2 separate regions of the Anser cygnoides genome follow, and region 2 is linked to region 1. Evidence: chromatin contacts called from public Hi-C data. All regions are on one chromosome and are shown on one strand. Each heading gives the region's core, a stretch centred on a gene start, on an enhancer-like site or on the middle of the called end of the contact. The rest is flanking DNA. Distances are from core to core; before and after follow the strand shown.

Evidence for each region. A called contact is a pair of places that touch in the nucleus more often than the background predicts.
Region 2: a Hi-C map of liver shows a contact between it and region 1, with 2.9 times the contacts expected there. The contact joins the promoter of RNF114 here to the promoter of PTPN1 in region 1. A contact is called at or near these places in 4 of 7 Hi-C or Micro-C datasets (granulosa cells and liver).

Annotation. Positions count from the first base shown.
Region 1 is chr16:8,546,191-8,550,834 of Taihu_goose_T2T_genome, forward strand. It overlaps PTPN1 (protein tyrosine phosphatase non-receptor type 1), which reads right to left and starts at 2,323. Exons shown (of 9, transcript XM_066978147.1): 1 at 2,047-2,323. The coding sequence starts at 2,109.
Region 2 is chr16:8,825,698-8,830,721 of Taihu_goose_T2T_genome, forward strand. It overlaps RNF114 (ring finger protein 114), which reads right to left and starts at 2,323. Exons shown (of 6, transcript XM_048072603.2): 1 at 2,140-2,323; 2 at 1,581-1,731; 3 at 425-531. The coding sequence starts at 2,288. SPATA2 (spermatogenesis associated 2) reads left to right here and starts at 2,640. Exons shown (of 3, transcript XM_066978192.1): 1 at 2,640-2,799; 2 at 5,021-5,024.

The DNA.
Region 1 (4,644 bases), core at 1,073-3,572:
TGGAAAAATTTAACTCTTCAAAGTCACGTGGCACCCAGACGTGTCTCCTTGCAGCCATCCTTCCAATTAGCTTCACCTCCCTGTGTATTCGTAATTCCTCCCCTAACTGACAACTGTACCTCCAGATAATAAATTTAGCCAAGAAAGAAGAGGAAGTGACTCCGTTAGTAAACTGTGTTATGCTTCATTCAGAACACTGGTGAACTTCTTTAGATTTTAGGAGTTACAATCGTAACACCTAGGCACTAGAAGCATGTGGTACAATTAACTGTGGTGCAATTAACTTGGAAGACTTTTTAGAAATAGAAGACTGCACCAATGACAAACATTTTTCCACTTACTCCGTTCTTCAGGCAAAGATTGGATTTGTAGGAAAACTGCATTGTTAATGTCAGCCAAGACATCAAAAGCATGGATTACAGTGAAGTACATTGTTCTTCTAGATGTACGTGATCTGCCAAGAAGTCATTTTAAACAGCTGATATTTAAAAGCAGGATGTAGTTAGAAACTGAATTACATGATGTAGATGCACATACTTACTAACCAACCTTAAAATACAAACAGCAAGAAAAAAAAAACCACAAAAAACCCACCTCTCAGGCTTGTCAACAGTTGGACGCAAATCACTGGAGTCTTTTTTTTTTAGTTAGTCCTCAATCAAACCTCATTCTGCGCCACTGTCTGAGCAGATTGAGTCACATCATTCAAAGAAAGCTGGACAAAAATATCACTGAATGCTACATTGAAAATATGCCACAGGCCCTCATTCTTTATTAATCTTACAGCTCCTTACACATTTCACTTCTGTAACTCAGTTGCACCCGTAGAAGTACACCACCTCCATTACAGAGCTATATTACTCAAAATCATTTCCTGAGCACTGAGCCTGCAAAACACCAAATTGTCAAGAACAGTTTAGCAAAAACATAACGTCATATATGCACATGACTTTCAACTGATAGAGTTAGCAAGTGCTGGAACCCTGCAGGAAATGCAGTCCTCTAACAAAAAATGGACTTTTCTGAAAAACATGCTCAAAATTTCATGCTTATTCTCCAATTGCCAAACAACTGGGATATTCATCCTGCAAGCTACTGCTTTGAAAACTTGCCTACAGTAATTCTGAAACTGAAGCACATTTATTTCATTTTCATAAATCCAGTTTTTTTTTAATGTCTACTGCCAGAGAAATACAGTGAAAGGGATGCAAAGCCCAAGTTTTACATTACAAATATGATCTTAAAACTCATTAGAATATGCAATGTGGAAGCTTAAGCATTCAAATGGATTTTACAGTAATGCTACCCGATCTGACTGAACACATCCACCCAGCCATTAGCGTGCTTCGTCTTCTCTCAGACCTCATTTTGGATAAGTGAGCACACAACTTGCTAAAGACAAAGGGCCTAACTTCGGATCCTCGTACCTCTGAAGCTGTGCGTGGTTCGCAAATAATCTTACCATCGCAAAAATGTTTGCCACACGGCTTTTTAGGAATGTCACAACCAGGCTAAATAAACAAAGTAATAAAAAGCAGTACCAGATCCCTGCATGAGTATTCCTAACAAGCCATTTTAAGGGATCTCTTCTACTACTAAAGCGACCAAAACCTAGGTGCGTGCAACGCCGCTCACCATCGCGTTTCTGTTTAAAGAAAAAAGCAGACAGTCGGCTTCACTCCCCCGGGGTCAGGAAGCAGCTTTGGAAGGCTGCTGAGCACTTGCGGCCGCGCTCAGCCCACCGAGGAGCCCCCAGGACCGGGCAGTAGCGCCCCGGGGGCTGCCCCGTCCTGCCCGGGGACCTCAGGGGCCGGGGGCCCGGCTCGGCGCGGCTCGGTAAGGCAGAGGGGAGCTTTCCGAGTCGCGCAGCGGAGCCTCCTCTCCTTCTCTTCCCTCAGCGAAAGGGGAAGGAGAGCAGGCATGGGGGAAAGCCGCGAGGGGAGGCGCAGGGCAGAGCCCCCCCGGCTCTCAGCAGCGGATACAGGCAGAGGGACCAGCGCTCCCCCCCCAGCACCGCGGGGCAGAGCCGAGCCAGCTGCCCCTCACCTGGTACATGGCGGCCCAGCTGGCGGCCTGGTCGAGCCGGTGGAACTCCTTCTCCATCTCCATGGCGGGGACGCCGCGCACGGCCCGGCCCGGCCCGGCCGCCACCACCCCCCGCGTCCCCACCAGCAGCACCCCGCTGCCTGCCCGGGCTCCGGGCTGCTCCCGAGACCGCCGCCGCCTGGCTCGGCACGCCGCTCCTCCCCGCTCCCCGCCGGAACTACGCCGCCCTCCCCGGCGACGCGATGTCCGGGGCGGCCACAACCGTAGCCGGGGGGCTGGGGGGAGAGAGGGGGCGAGGGTAGACCGGAGCGCCCCGGGGTGGGTCGGGGCGGGCCGCCTCCTCCTTCTCCTCCTCGTTCTTCTCCTCCTCGCCTCAGGGCCACTCTCCCCAGAGCCCCCTTCCTGCCCCCCGAGGCGACGAGGAGCCTCTTTGAGGCAAAAAGGGGCGATTTCGGGTGCCTCGGCGCCGCCCCGCCAGGTAGGGCGCTCCCCGCAGGGCTGTGAGGGGAGAGGGCAGCGCCCCGGGGTCGTGTGTGGGAGGGCCTCGGCTGCGGCAGGACGGGCAGGGAGCCCCGCAAAAGGTGTCCCACCCCGGGGAAGGGGCTGTGAGGGGGGCAGCCCCTCCGGGCAGGCGTCCGTGCTGGGGGTGCTGAGCCCCTGTGTGCTCTGACTTCGGGGGTTGGAGGCAGCTCTGAGCGTGTTCAGGAGATGGAGAGGTTATTATTTGCTCTTACACAGGCTGCACGCTGAAACGGGTGCTGTCAGCTGTCCCGTACGCTTTCAGTTGAAGGAATGAGTGCCATGAGAAAATCAGAATGGATTTCGGTCACCTGTCCTCCGTTCTTGTGTTCCTACTCAGAAATGGCCATTACTATCCACATCCTGTCCCAGCAGGTAAACGTTTGCCATCCTACCCCACCCTAAAACACAACATTGAGTAAAGCCTCAGCCTACACGTCTGGTACTAGGGAGCCAACGTGTTCTTCCTGAGGTCAAGACAAGGCGTTCCAAACATATGGACACAGTTATCCCACGCGTAATGCTAGAGCGCGCTTCGTTTCCAAAGTGAGGAATTTTACTTCTCATGTCAGCCAACTTCTGTTTATTAGATTACTATTTCTCAGGCTTTTTGCCCATGTTGCTGCTGAGGGTTGGTGTAGGCTTGGCGTACCTGGTATCTCTGCAGCATCAGCGCTGACCTGAAATGAGATGGTGGGTTTGTGCGATAGGTGTTTCTCAAGTGAATGTGCTTACAAATCCTCTAGGCACAGTATAGATTTAAGACAGTGAGAGTGGCAGGGTTCTCAACAGGCAGGATATATCGATGTCACTGAAGATAGAGGTATTTCGTCCCTTAGCTGCAGCCCTTGCACCGCTTGGCTGTACCTTCTAGGGGAAGCTTTTCCGTTGCTTTTCCTAATCATTCGACCAGAGACTTTGGAAGAGGCTGCGTTTCAGTGTTCAGCCCCAAAGTGCCACCCCACTTGAGCCTTGTTTAGTGGGCTACTAAAGGGCAAATGGGTGCTCTCTGGGAAGAGAGGACTAGTCAGATGTGAGCTCAGGGGCCCAGAATCTGGGGAGAGGGTTAATGGGAATGCCAACAGTTAAGGCAAGCTGCAGAAAGCAGCCTAATTGGATAAATGGTTTAATCTAGGTAAACAATGAAACATTATTCTCTAATCATGTGCTGAATGTAGTACGGAGGCATTAGCAGGTGGTATTAAGATTTTTTTTTTCCTTTCTTACTGCTTTCTCTTGAACTGATTTTTGGAACTAGACAGATACAGTGTTAGCCCTGTGAATGAAACTGTTTCCACTTGTTGAAATCAATTTTCCTGGTACTAAAAGCACTGGATAGGGGACTGCATCTTCTCCTAATCTCCTAATCTGGCTGCTGTGAGGCAGTTTCCTTATCTTGAGAATGGATGGTGAATTTTTAACCTGCTGGACCTGGGGACATAAAGACAAATTTAGCAACTTTGCTGCTTTCCCTTTTCCCTGTGATTTCAAGGTTAAGAATTATGAACATATGTGGGGAGTCTTGCTGTGTTTCAGTGACTCCATACAGAAAGATAAGTCTTTATAATGTCACCAGAGAGCAATTCCTGTGGATGGCCATCTTTCATGCAGGCGTAAACCTGATCGTGCCCAGAACAGGTAGGAGCTTGTGATGCTATAGCTACGTGCAACTGAATTACTGCAATGTGTAAACATTTTATAAAGGAAGATAGCACAGAGTCTTTTATGCTTATGTCACCTGAATGGGTGTAATAAATATAAGCGGGGAAGGTTCTTCAGTCAGTCAGCAGTATGTTCTGCTAAATGTGTACTGTTGTCACAGCAGTAATTGCCTTGAATGACAAAAACTCATATATTACCCTGAACAAATTCATATTTTGCTGTAGATTTCACAGAGTAACCCAGAAAAGAAGAGATTATAAAAGTTGGTAGTGTATTTTACATTTTTACATAAATGCTCAGTCTATCACAGTTGCAGTAAGTGTGACCAATAACCCTTTACGATGTGTCAGTCAGGTTCAGTGAATGTTCTTATTACACAACTGGAAATTTTGGAGGGGATAGACCACATAGTCAACA
Region 2 (5,024 bases), core at 1,073-3,572, 280 kb after region 1:
AGATAAGCAAACTGCAGTCAGCTCCAGATTCCCTCCGTTATAAGTTACTAGCGTTAAGAGACAGAAAGACAGTTATTATTAAAGAAACGTTTCTACCAGGTACCCTGATCTTGTCTTGTGCATAGACTACATAGAAAAGGCGAAGAGTTTGCTTAGGCACAGTCAGTCACAGGATTAACGTTTTTTTTTTTGCGAAAGGATTAACAATTAACAAACAAACTGTGTGAAGAGGTAAAGTCTGCTTTTACTGCAAAACTCTACAGTTTGCATGAAAGACCGTAACGCAGTTTAAAACAACAACAAAAAAAGCTAAAAGGCCTCTTCTCAGAAGAGGGATCAAGTTTGAGACTTTATAACGATTTTTCAGCAACAGCCCTCTTTTTGTGATCTTAAGGGCGAGCGCTTCCAGAGAAGAGCAGGTTACCTGGCGTTGTGGAGTGGTTCTTTAGTCACAGCTTTCACACCCTCCATGATATAGCTCTGGTACTTTGAACAAGAAGCTGCATGGCTGCGCATCTTTGAGAGATACATCTGTGGAGGTAACAATCACACAGCAGCGTTAATTTAAGTTACTTGCACTTACTTCTACAATTCTAAGCAAAAGTAAAAAACGCATAAAGCAGCTTTCTGCAGACAGTGCTAAAGCAGGAAAAAAAAAAGACATTTCAGCTGATAAGGTGGAAAGCTTTAAGATTACAGATAAGTTAACCTGTAACTTTGCTGCCTGTAATAGTCTACCAATACAGTACTGTTTAGGACAGCCTACTTGACTTAACCCACGCTATAACATGAGAAAACGTACTTTATAAAAAGCCTGCTTACCTCATTGCTGAGGAGAAGAGACAATAAATGAAAAATAATTTGGCTTTTAGTACAGATTGTAGCACAGATTCAATTACAGGTTGAACAACTGGTAATCAACACACCACGGTTTTCTATTGGCTGCAACGATGAAAAGAACACTGCCCAGAAATTAAAAGTGAAATCAACCAAACAGTGCTGCTCTCACTTTGGTGTCTAGTTATCCTTTTCTTGTTGTTTTGCCATCAGTTAAAATGCTCTGTTCTAGACTCAGTTAGTGCTAAGTAGCCTAACTTTAGAAAGAGGAAGGAACCAACAGGAAGATGCCGTGCACGTATTTGACATGCAGGACACCAACAGCACCCCTACAGAACATAACTGCCCAAATAAGTGAAGTTGGTCTCTCAACTGTTTTAAACGAAACAAATAAGCTTCTGTTTAAGAGCTTAAGTGATCACTATCTAAAATCATATCCACTATTTCACTGTGATGGTCCTCCCACAAGCTCACAGTATCAACTTCAGAAGCAGTACTTTACTATTATTTTTATATCAACATCTCTCACTTGAAATCCACTTCCTCGGCAGGTAATACCGAACATAAAAAACTGTTGCAAGAACATCAACATTTGGGTGCTGCCAATATAAAATACCAGCAGCACTTCGCAAAACAAACAATTTGACCCAATTCCATAGAAAGCAGAAAGCGATTCACCTCCCTGGACGCAGCAGTGCTGCACAGGCACACCACACACATCTCATCCTGATGCCCTCCCGTACCTTTTTGTTGCAGCCATTACAAGTGGTTTCCGTCGCTTCGATCTGCTTTTCCAAGTCCAGAGCCCTGCTGCCGGGCGCCAGGGTGCTGCGGCAGACGCCACAGACCGGCTTTTTGGGCTTGAGGCACTCCTGCAGGCACGGCGTGCAGAACCTAGGGTGGGCAAAGGGAAAGAGAAACCAAGATGAGAAGCGGCAGGAGGAATGCTCCTGGCAGCCCAGTCCCTGCTGGCACCCAGCCCCAGGGAGGGGCAGCACCACAGCCGGTTACACTCAGCCTCCACATCCTCCAGGAGAGGAAACTACGGAAAATATTAACTAACAGTAGATTTTGGTGGTGTTGTCTCTCACGGAGGCCTTACTGCAGCCACAGGTGGGGTGAGCTGGGGATGAGCGAGCCACGCCTGCCTCAACCCCCACGGCCCCCCAGGCCGAGGCGAGGCGCTGAGGGCCCAGCCGGGAGGGCCCCAACCGACCCCGGGCCTGGGCCCGGCCCCCGACCCCTATCCCCTAGGCCTCAGCCCGGCCGCAGCCCCCCCCGGTCCCGCCCCCGGCCGCTCACACGTGTCCGCAGGGGACGCGCACGGGGCTCTCGAACACCTCGAGGCACACGGGGCAGGTGAGCCGTGCCAGCGGGTCGGGCCGCTCAGGGCCGCGGGCGGAGGGCGCGCAGGACGCCGAGGAGCCGCCGCCGCCCCCCGCCACCGCCATCTTGCCGGCGGCCGCGGCACGGCCACGCCCCTTCCGCCCTCCCGAGGCCACGCCCACTCGAGGGCGGGGCCGAGACAGGAGGGGTTAGGAGATGAGGGGGTCGGTTGCTAGGGGGCGTGGTCTGTCACTAGGGGCGTGGCCTAACCATATGGGTGCGGACAGTTGCTAGGGGTGAGGTCGGTTGCTACGGGTGCGGCCTGTTGCTAGGGGCGGGGCTTGTTGCTAGGGGCGGGTCCCGTTGCTAGGGGCCTACCCCGCCTCCCGCCTCCCCGGCCGCCCCGCCGCATGACGTCACCCGCCGGAAGTCCCCTCACAGCGGGAGGCGGGGCTTCCCTCCCCCGCCATCCACTTCCGGGGCGCTCCCCCGCCGTGGGCCGGGCCGGGCCGTGCCTGGGCCGCCCCAGCCGCCGCCTGCAGCCGCACGGCGCCGGAAGCCGCCGGGGGCGGCCCCGCGTCTGCTTCCGGGTCACGGCGCGCTTCCGGCAGAGCGGCGGCGGAGCGGAGCGGAGCGGTGAGGGACGGGCCCGCCGCGGCGCGGCGCGTGAGGGGGCGGCGGGGGCGGGCCTGGCCCTGAGGGGGCCGCGCTGAGGGGGCCGCGCTGAGGGGCGGGGGCGGCGGGGCGGCGTCCTGGGGGTGAGAGCGGCCGGGGCTGCGGGCCGGGGGTGCTGGGGCCCCGGTGCCGCCCGAGGTGCCGCCCGAGGTGCCGCCCGGCGCCGCGTTGGGTCTGAGCGGCTGGCCCTTGGGTCCCGGTGAGCCGAATCCTCAATTAACCGTTTGGCGAAGGCCCGGTGCTCGCGGGTCTATCGGGGCGCGGGGGACAAGGGCCTGCCCCGCGCCCCCTCCCGCACGCGGGGCTGAGCCGTGCGGGGCCGCGCAGACCGGGCCCCGTCGCCGCTCCTCTCGGCGGGGCTCCGACCCGGCAGCGCCGCAGCCCCGTTGTGCTCCTCGCAGGCCCCGGGCAGATCGCTGCTCGCGCCTTTCCGCAGGATTCCGAGGCTTTCCGTTGGTAATCCGCAACAAAGCCCCCGTTGCTTCACCCGCTCCGCCAGCCGCTGCGTTCGTAGCGCCGTACTGATCCCCGCCGGCCCCGTCACCGCGGCGGGTGGCCGCGTGCGGGCTGCCCCGGTGAGCGCGGTGTGCTCCCGTACGGGCAGAGGAGCAGCCCTGCGGGGGCTCCCTGCCTTGGCTGTGGTGCCTCGCCTCTCGGCCGCGTGAGCTCTGGCATGTGTGCATTGAGCAGGGCTGGGGCTGGCAGCGCCGCTGAATGTCACAGTTCACGGGGTCTCGCTAAGGCCCTTCCTTTCCTGCGGGGACTTTCCTCACCCTGAGGTCTTCTACACACAAGCAAGCTCTGTCGCTGAGTAGTTATTAACGTTGGTGACGGCAGAATTGTAGCATTTAATCCAACTCCTTGCCAGCACGAGATCCCTGCTTACCCTCAGGGCGTGTTAGCGATGTGCCAAACGAGGATTGTTCTCTGAAGCTCTCTCGTAGAGCTCTTCTTGCTAAGTAGCAGAAATGTGGTTGGTTTTGTCCACAGACTTCATCTTGTACAATCTCAGGAGGAGAGAGCTAGGGGAGAGAGACAGAACTGCTCATGGAGGGGGCTGAACTAACTTCAACTTCTGTGCTCTCCCTCTTGGTTCACGGTTGGGAAGTGCTAGGTTGGGCTTATTTAACAATGAAAGCCTGTGGTCTGCTTTTTAATCTCAGGGTTTTCGGGTAGTTGAGAGTCTGTTGGCCTGCTGCTTACCTGCCTTTGGGACGGCAGTGTGGAGAGGCTCGTTTGGGCACCAGCTTCTTCTGTGTAGTACGGGAGCTCAGTAAGGTGAAGAAGCAATTGGACCTGCAAACAGAAGCCTGTGCGGTGTTGAAGCAGGAGTGGCTTTGCTGTGTTGTGATAAAACAGCTGAAAACGGCAGTTGTAGTTGTCTTTGTTGGAAAGACTGCAATCTTTGCACCTGCTAGCGCTCAGCTGAAGCTTCGGCTGCACTTCAGTGCTCGGGGCAGCGCGTTCTGTAGGGTGGCCACAAAGCACTCGGCACAGGGATGGCCCGGGCATGCCATCAGGTGGATGAGCAGCAGTCAAAAGCCTAGAAAATGGTAGAAATAAAAAGGTGAAGTGCATTAATCTGCTCGGTCTGTGGGCTGTCCTGTGCTACTAGGGGAAAAAAAAAAAAACAACACAGATGCTTTCCCAATATGAGCAAAATGAAACTTTGTGGGATTTTGTAATCTCTGTATTGCTGTGCAGGGCAAAAAAAAAAAAAAAAAGAAAGAAAAACTGATTAAAATCATGTTTGCGTAAGTTGTTTGAACTGAAAGGGTGAGGTCAAACGAGAGAAGTCCTAAAACAAACGAACCAACAACAAACCCTCATTTTTTCCTCTCAGTCCTTTGCTGTGAGTTAGTTTTGCCTTGTCTCCCTAGCCCAAGGAATCTTCAAGCTGGACACGCGCCTACACGGACTTCCTTTCATCAGACGTTGATTTAGGTTTATTGTGCTCTGTTTTAGGCAGATGACTGGAAAAAGCAGTAGCGAATGCCAGGGAGAAGCAGGACACCAGCCTTCCTGTAGGTGCCTGCGCTTTTTCAGAGACCTGGAGAGGCTGTTCAGGGAGCTCCTGCTCTGCGAACCATTTTATAGAATCCTGTGAAGCAAATAGATGCTGGGGACATCTGGGATTTATGCAACGGTGATGACTTGTCTTTGTTTTCAATTTCTGTTCCAGAGGA